Regions from separate parts of the Bicyclus anynana genome. Here region 2 is linked to region 1. The links are chromatin contacts, called in public Hi-C maps. All regions are on one chromosome and are shown on one strand. Each heading gives the region's core, a stretch centred on a gene start, on an enhancer-like site or on the middle of the called end of the contact. The rest is flanking DNA. Distances are from core to core; before and after follow the strand shown.

Evidence for each region. A called contact is a pair of places that touch in the nucleus more often than the background predicts.
Region 2: a Hi-C map of whole body shows a contact between it and region 1, with 2.9 times the contacts expected there. The contact joins the promoter of LOC112045327 here to the enhancer-like site in region 1. A contact is called at or near these places in 2 of 2 Hi-C or Micro-C datasets (whole body and whole larva).

What each region holds. Positions count from the first base shown.
Region 1 is chr19:8,152,265-8,156,876 of ilBicAnyn1.1, forward strand. LOC112045357 (6-phosphofructo-2-kinase/fructose-2,6-bisphosphatase) reads right to left here. Exons shown (of 9, transcript XM_024081506.2): 9 at 1-2,582. The coding sequence ends at 2,478. Among protein-coding and RNA genes, the nearest start is that of LOC112045313, 7.1 kb to the left of the region's middle. Within about 2 kb of position 2,472, at least 7 of the 8 cell types and tissues checked have open chromatin away from gene starts, as enhancers often do.
Region 2 is chr19:8,188,199-8,193,010 of ilBicAnyn1.1, forward strand. LOC112045327 (PI-PLC X domain-containing protein 3) reads left to right here and starts at 1,686. Exons shown (of 7, transcript XM_024081467.2): 1 at 1,686-1,843; 2 at 3,344-3,454; 3 at 3,717-3,879. The coding sequence starts at 1,810.

The DNA.
Region 1 (4,612 bases), core at 1,222-3,721:
AGTTTTTTAAATTGTAAATAAATTAAGAGTACGCTAATAGTAAAGCAATTTTGTAAAAGTAATAAGGTATCTGCGATCATTACTTTCGGAGCAACAGGGATTTAAAGGGTCAGATTTGCAGCGCTGCCGCGGATCCCTGAAAAACGCCCCATACAAAATGGTATGAACTTATGACGCCGTAGGCAATTAATGATCGTTAGATTTGTATGGGCGTTTAAACAAAATTACTAATATCTTTGTTATTTTTGCGTTTATGTTTATAGTTCAAATATTAAAAAATGTCAAATTTAATGTAAGGAACCTAAAACTGTATGAATTTTTATCTAATTACGATAAAATATTTATAGTAGATTTTGAAATTTTATAATCTTATTTATTTTGCAAATATCCAGTCAATCTTTGCTTTTTATGTATAAATTAGTTAACATTGACCTTATTTACCCGAATGTATCGTAAAAATCAATATATTCAAACCTAGTCATCATCCCCATTCAGTAGAAAAATATAATAAAAGTGATGTAGATAGTAACACCTGCAAGTGCAAACAAACCGAATAAATAATAGTAAAACCATAGAGCCGAAATAAATAGTAAGTTTAATAGTGTATCATCACAATACAAATGACCGAACAGATCAGCATTTAGTGTTTTTCGTCACATTTGATGTGCGTTCCTGTTTCAACGCTGTGAGATTTTTTTATGCAGATGATACCTAGAGTGTAGACGCAACGCGTCTGTATTTATGGTTGAGGTTTTTTTTTGAATAAGTCCTTTCTCTGCAGAATATTTATACACATCCATGATATTTATTTGACATTAAACTAACTAAAATATGATAATTAACTTAGACATACTTAGATAATTATTATTTTTTATGTTTACCACTTTCTATACTTAGGAGTAAAGTAGGTATCTAATTGTAATTATAAAAAACACTCCATCGTCCACTTATAAAAGTACCTATCACCTTAATATTCTAAAATTCTATAGAAACTTTAATATGGAGTAGTTAATTATTATATATTAATTTTGATGTGCATGTTTAGATTTTGAATGATACTTTTTTTTACGTTTTTAACTGACTTCCGAAAGGAGTAGGGGGCTATGTTCGGCTGTATGTATGTTTTTTATTTTTTTGATTTATTTTTCGGTCCTAGATACCAGTCCTTATAGGACAAACATATTTACAGCCGATCTATCACAAACAACCAGTCATACAAGACGTTTTATGAACAAAAATGCAACAATTTAGCTATATGTATAGTTTGAATGAATTCATTCCTTTAGATTAAATGATTTAATGAAATAAATGATATACAAATTAAAATAGTTAAAACCCTAAAAGTATCTAGTAGTAGGTAGCTATAAATATAATCTAAATAACGTAAACAAATGAAAGATTAAACGTAAATTAAAAATGGCAGTTATCTGTCATGATACCCTAAAGAACTTATTAAACGAAATATGTAGGTACTGTAAGAACTACTGTCTGAACTGTTTTCTACTAATCACATTGTACGTATTTGAAAATAATTAATTTTACAAAAGTTTTACTGTAAGTCTTAGGAGTGGTATATAATCTAATTTAACTAGTGTACGTAATATTACAGGTAATTATAAATCTAACACTAGCACAAACACCTAACATTTCAATTAACATTAAACAAAAACACATAGCTGATTGTAATAGAAATTACTAATCATATCAATTACTTAAATCAATAACTAAAGTAATTACAAAATTTTCCTAAATTTATTTTAAGTAATATAAAAATTTAATAAAATAAAAAAGTAAATGATACGCCTACACAAATTGTTATATTTACTTGAAAAAAAAAAGACTATAAACTACTTATTACTTAAAAATAGATTTATTGACGTGCCGGATTTATTAATCCTTCAGTCTTGAAAGTTTTACGATACATCCATCACTCTCACGCATACAATGAAACGAGACCTCAGACCAATTACTGTATAGGACCTGCCTCGCTAGACGTTTTCTGACAAAGTATATGATCAACGATCCAATTCTATTATAAAAACTCTAAAAAGTCTCTACAGTATTGATGTTTCATAGATGTAATCGTGTTCAACGGTCAAGAGCTCCGTAAAAAAAATACCTTTTTGTGTAGTTGAATAGTGTAAAAAACGAGCAAACACTTCTAGTTTAGTATATAACATAATATACCTAATGTAAACTCGTTTTCTTCAGAAGATGATTATTTTGTTCGTGAATTTGGGTGCGATACAAGTCCTTCTATAATTGGTCTGAGTAAATAGACGCAAAATGTTCTGTATCACTCTCTCGCACGCATAGCTTATGTACACGCGGATCGCTATGATGACGTACTGAATATCACGTACTTCCATCCGTGGTCTTTCACAACCGCGATGGGCCGGGGCGTTTCACACTGGGTCTGGTGGACCAGTGGTAATGCTGATTTGGTAATACCGGACCGTGGTCCGAGGGACCGTCGCCTAAAGTTGTGCTTCGGAGTTTTGCCACATGTTAGATGGTAGCGTATCGTAGTGCGAAGGTACTGTTACCAACGCGTCTGCTGTCGTACGGTTGATTGAGCAGTTCTGTGAACAACAGGTTTTAATTATTATTTAACCTTATTAATAACAGCTTAACTATCGCCTTTTAAAAAAAGGCCCATCTCATTTTACGAAAAGGGATTTGATGATGCTCCAATATGGGTAGGCTATCTTAAGGTAATGTTTGTCAATAAACTATCTGGACCGACGTAACGTTATGTAAGACGATAACAGGAAGAAATTCACGCAGCTCTGCGAAGTGTCAAAATGTGCGTATCTGAATGCCGAATTCTTTGCATCGGCTTAACATCAGTTAAACAACGGTTGCAAATTTGATGTAAAAGAATAGCTCACTCTGTTCGAGACACGCAGGTGTAACAGACCTAACTACTCAACTTCAGGCTACATAATACAATGGTAGTAGTCTGCTGATGAGGATTTTTAAAATATAGAAAATCTCAATCTCACTAATCACAAAGGCGAAATATTGTGTGAAAGTGTGTGTGTGTATGTTTGTTCCTCCTTTACGCTGCGGCTACTAAAGCAATTTGGCTGAATGGAAATAGTTTTTACTCTGGATTAACACCTAAGCTACTTTCATACCGGAAAAATCCATGGTTTCTGTAAGATTTGTGAAAACTGAATTCCATGCGGACGAAGTCGCGGGCGTCCGCTAGTATTTAAATAAATTTACTATTTTTAGTATCCCATTAACACCATAATCATCACAGTAGAAAAGCGATTTAAATTACATATTATTATGATAGATAAGGATTACGTTTATATGAATAATAGTCTAGTGATGCAATCATCATCATCATCATCATCATATCAGCCGATGGACGTCCACTGCAGGACATAGGCCTTTTGTAGGGACTTCCAAACATCACGATACTGAGCCACCTGCATCCAGCGAATCCCTGCGACTCGCTTGATGTCGTCAGTCCACCTGGTGGGGGGTCGGCCAACACTGCGCTTACTAGTGCGGGGTCGCCATTCCAGCACTTTGGGACCCCAACGTCCATCGGCTCTTCGCACTATGTGCCCCGCCCATTGCCACTTCAGCTTCGCAACTCGTTGAGCTATGTCGGTGTCGGTCGGTTGAGTGATGCAATGGTTTTTATCAATAATCCTACTATGATAGGGATCGTTCCAGACAGACTTAATAAAAGTTACGTAACAATTACGGTAACAAGTCAACATCTAAAACCGAATTATCTTCCTATAGGTAAACATAAAATTTACCTACCTAAACATAAAATGGTATAAAATAGGAAATAATAAAATATGTTGTATAAATAAATGTTCTGCATTTTACTTCATATTATGCGGAACACAGAAATCGGAATAAGAACAATGGACCATTGTAGAAAATTATATTATTTCTTTTATGAATTATCATTCCAAACAATGGAATGTAGAATAGGGACGAAAACTACATTATAAAAAATATATCTAATATAAAGAATAAGACAAAACATTACCACATTGTTTTAGTACTTAGGTACTTACGATTATGAAAAAAAATGCGGGTTGATAATTTCTAGGACATCTCATAATCTCATTGTAATAATTATGTTAGTGTATTATTATTTTTAATCTACTATATAAAAATAAGTCGGGTTTTCCTTCCTGACGCTATAACTCCAGAACGCACGAACCAATTTCCACGGTTTTGCATTAGTTGGAAAGGTCTCGGGCTCCGTGAGGTCTATAGCAAAGAAAATTCAGGAAAAGGTAGGGGTAGGGTAGGGGTAGGGTAGGGTGAGGTAGGGTAGGGTAGGGTAGGGGGTAGGGTAGGGATAGAGTTAGGTAGGTTGAAAGTTTACATCGAGTTTCACGCGGACGAAGTCGCGGGCGTCCGCTAGTTTTTTATAACAAAAAACTCGTACTTATTTATCACATTGTCAGTTTTGCAATTACGATTATCACACTAATATTATACTAATATAATAAAGGCGAAAGTTTGTGTGTGTGTGTATGTTTGTCCTTCCTTTACGCTGTTGCTACTGAAGCAATTTGGCTGAAATTTTGAATGGAAATAGATTTTATTCTGGATACCAGATAGTCTACTT
Region 2 (4,812 bases), core at 436-2,935, 35 kb after region 1:
GACTGCCTGTTTACCTATAGGATAATGGATGAGTATTGAGTAATGGAGTCATCATTGAATAGATTTCCATGGAGTTTTTCATTTTCATGAAAGATTTACAATAGCTAGTTTAGTTGTGTAGTGTTAATACATATAGATAGGTAGATACAATAACGATAATGAGAACTTAACTTGTACATATGTTTTCTGTGCTTAAACGTGATTTTGTATTAAACCTAAAATGTGTTATATTATATACCTAATATTGATATAATATTGTATTGAACTGTACATCTATAACATAAGTACATACCTACTTCAATTACTATATAATTGCATATAATTACTTTAACATTAAGGTCAAACAAATGCGACCTCCAATGTCTAAAAATTGCGTGGCTCTGCAGTATTTGAAGCAAAATAAAATTGCAACCTATTTTTGGAAAGATTTGATTATTTGTTTGCATTGAATAGGAAACTTCTGAACCAATTTGGAAAATTCTTTCACTGTTAAGAAGCTACACTATCCCCGGGCGGTATAGGCTATATTTTATTCTATGGGAAAGGGAACTAACCGGGTGAAACACGCGGGGTCTGCAGTCTACTAGTAAAATAAGATGGTTTGGAGCCAAGATTCACTACGCTGTTTCAGTCACTTGGTGGGTATATGATGGTATTGTTCAGAAACAAGTTTTATAACAAAAAGTACCTACTATGAAAACTTTATGATTAATCTTATCACGGGAACATATTTCATGCGAAACGGAAGTTCTATGCGGTTCATCGTTATCGGGACATGGAACAGACTCTTTTCTCCTTTAGATTTAGAACAACCATTTTGCTCCAAAGTAGGTCGGTGGGGCCGCACGGTAGTAATGCTTCTCTGTGAGTCTTTAATATCGCTAGTCCCCCGCAGATGTTTATTCTAATAACCGGGACTTACCGTTCTTTTTGAGGCAAGGACTTCTCGGGGCTGTATCATCACCAAATTCACAACTTCAGATTTCTACTAATTTGGAAGAAAGAAAATCTCAATATCCCGACCATCGTATATCAATACCCAAAGCCACATGGGAATCCAGAACCTGGAATATATATTTTACTTAGGTGACCATTGCTGACCTGATTAAACTGCTCTATTTTAAGTGAATACCATATTCACCTTATTATCACCATGAGCCGTGATAGCCCAGTGGTTATGACCAATCTGACCTCCAATTCCGTAGGCGCAGGTTCAAATCCAGTCCGGGGCATGCACCTCCAACTTTCAGTTATGAGCATTTTAAGAAATTAAATATCACGTGTCTCAACCCGTGAAGGAAAAACATCCTGAATTGAGAATTTTCTTAATTCTCTACGTGTGTGAAGTCTACCAATCCGCATTATCTGTCAATTGGGCCAGCTTGGTGGCCTGGGCTCTGGGCCTATCGCCTCTTCTGAGATGAGACTTGTGCTCAGCAGAAAGCCGAATATAGGTTGATAATGAACTCATTATAGCGATGATTTGACAACTTAGACAAAAAACAAGGTCAAATGAGAATAGCTGAAAAAAATGCGAAACTATCCTTTCACCCAATCGCCAAAAATATGTCCTGCATCAGTTGTTACCAAGTTGGTAAACAAAGCAATCGCGAACAATAACATCCTTAAACTTTTTGCATTCATTAATCTCGATAATTCGTACTGTATTGCACGCTACTCATTCTAAGTTACATCTCGGGTCAGATCTTACCAGTTACTTATTACTAGAATTTATTTTGCTCAGACGAGATAACTTATCAGTAATACAAGTGGCACAAGGAAAATAACAAGTGGATTTAATAATAAAATATGAAAATTCAAATAATTTTTATCTTCATCATAGGTTGGTAAGCGATTAATTTAAACTTATTCTGAATTTATGGTGCTGGTGTCAGAAATATTTGAGTGCTGTGAGATACATACTTATTGTTACGTAAATAAGTGCCACAAACTAACTTTTTTTAACAGTCATTAAAAAATAAATAATAAATTAAGTTTCTAGATTTAATTTTGAAGATAGATAGAAAGTCTGTTAGCGATTTTCGAATGGGTAGGTCCAACGTATCGGACGCCCCAAATAGGTACCTAGTACCTACCTACCTAAAGAATTTGGCACCTAAGACCGAGTTCTCGTAGCATCTATAAATCGTAACGTTCACGTCAGCGAAGCTATAAGTGTTTGCGTACTAGGAGGATCCTGTCTTCAGTAGGCCTTCCCCTGGCAAACCTACGAGATATATTAATTAATACCTATAATGACCCAGTTATGACTCCATAACTCTTAAGGGACCACACTAGACACAGAGGTACAAGCGCCGCTTCCGCCATGGCGGAAAATAGACCGAGTCAGCTCAAGCCAACGCACATACCTTTCTAAGGCCAAGCGATCTTTCACACCTGAACCGGTCTAGCTACTCCACTTCTAATGTGACCGCCTCTACGTCCCGCGTTCGAAAATATTGCTAAGGTTGAATGCATGGCGGACAGTCTACAAGCCCAGTTATTATATGTGAATCTCAAGTGTTAAAAGTCAATTCTGTTTGTAAATAGCAGTCTCTTAGGCCTTCAGCCTTCGGGCCCAACAGGTGATATTTCTGTGCTCGCTTAAAACCCCCGGTGATTCCGCTGAGGTCATAATTATTGGAAAAATAACGAGTAGAATGGCATTTCATCAGACATGAATCCTCTTTCAAACACTATTAATCCTCTGTGATGGTTTGACAGATATGACATATATTTGACAATTATAGTTTTCTTATCTGTGCCTCTCACGTCCGACTTTGTTTACATTTTTTTGCGTTTGCTTTTGCTATTTTTAACTTTAGCCTTTGGAGTTTGGTTTCTTTTTAATTAGTTTAAATTAATTTTATGAATGAAAAATATTGATAAACATTAAAAGTATTTGAAAGAATAACAATTTAAACTTAACAAAAGAGTACGTGAGGTTAAAGCAATTACACGTAGGATAACATCTACGTTTTGTAGAATAAATTAACAGGTAATTCTAACATACATTTTGTAATCCACTAGATATATTTATATGATACTATTAAAACGAAGGACCGTCGACCTTAGAACCAGCTTTAGCATGCTGCATTATGATGACGTTATACACTAATGAATGGAAAAATGCGTTCACGACTCAGTAACACAAAGCCCTTTGTTTGTATCTACTCGTAACGTAGTAACTTAAATCGACTGCAAAGCGATCTTCTTACAAAAATAATCGTAGGTAAAATTTGAACTTTAAGTGAAATAAAATTATTAAAGGTGATTTTAATTTCGTGGATTGATAAAATTTAAATTAACAAAGTGATTCGAGGCGTAAAACTGTTGGTTTCAGGTGCAATAATGAGTGACAACGTCTCAGCACAACATATTGATCTTGAAAACTGGATGAGAGATCTGCCAGAACCACTCAGGAATATTCCTCTCATATATTTAGCAATACCAGGTAAGTAAATAGTTGTTGTGTTTAAGACTACACAACTGAAGTAAAACTTCTTTAGCTCTGTTTTATGCTCAATGTCTGTTTGTCAAGCCCAATCACACATTTTGTAATACATTCAACAGATTACTATCCAAGGACAAGTGTACATAATAAAGTTTTACTTTAAAAGAGTTTGAAACTTCTACATTACTTAGTGGCTTTCTTTGTGTCTTGCACTGTCTCTGTTAGGAGGTAAATAATAAGGTTTCTATATTGTAAATTTCAGGCAGTCATGATTCAATGACATATGGCATAACAAGGAACAGTAGCCTAGCTCCTGATGCAGAGCCTGTACTAAAGAGACTGTACCCATTATTCCAAGGTACGATTTTACGGTGGACAATAACACAGGCAATTGATGCCTTACAGCAACTTCTCATTGGCATTAGGTACTTCATTCACTGTATAAATACAGGCTAAATGAAAAATATAGATCACAATGAGAAAAATCACAAAAAATAAAAGCAAGAACTTTGTGGCTTATGAACTCAAATGATAAAAACAAAAATTAATAAAATCACTCACTCTATTATATCTATTCTTGTTCATCCATATTTTTCATTTAATATGTATCTCTATTAAGTTAATTGCAGTTTATTACTAATTTGATGTAGGAGTGTTATATAGAGATGATATCAGTAAATAAAGTACCAAACAATCAAACATGTATTTGAACAACTTCAAATATCTATCTAAGAGTAATCTATCTAAATAAAAATGGATAATTTGAAATGTATGTACGCCCATAACTTTCAAACCACCAAAATTAGATGATTCTTGGTTTTATGTATTTGTTATTGTTAGGGCAAAGTTTGTGTAATATAAAATTACAAATTAAAAAAAAAAGTCTAAGAACAACAACTTTTCTATACTCCCATAGAAACAATTCGTAATAATACTTAAAGGTAGGGTAGGGTAGCGTTTATTTTGGGGAAGAGGTACCATAGGGGTATGGTAGAGGTAGGGTAAGGGTAGCGTAGTAGTAGCGTAGAACTAGGGTTGGGTAGGCGTAGGTGTAGGATAGGGAAGAAATGTACATAAGTCAAAGCGATGCTTGACAGGGTCGGCTAGTAACTTATAACTACTAAGTTAAAAATTATTAAAAAAAAAATTACAATGAACAGACAAAACATGTATATTAAGTATAATTTATTGTATATGTACTATATCTATACTAATAGCATATAGAGAAAAAAATTTATAGTTTGCATTGAATAGACTGAAACTATTGAAGTGTTTTGAAATATTCCTTCACAGTTGGGAAGCTTATCCCCAAATGCTATGGGCTATATTTATACGTAGTATTCCTATGGGAGCGGGAA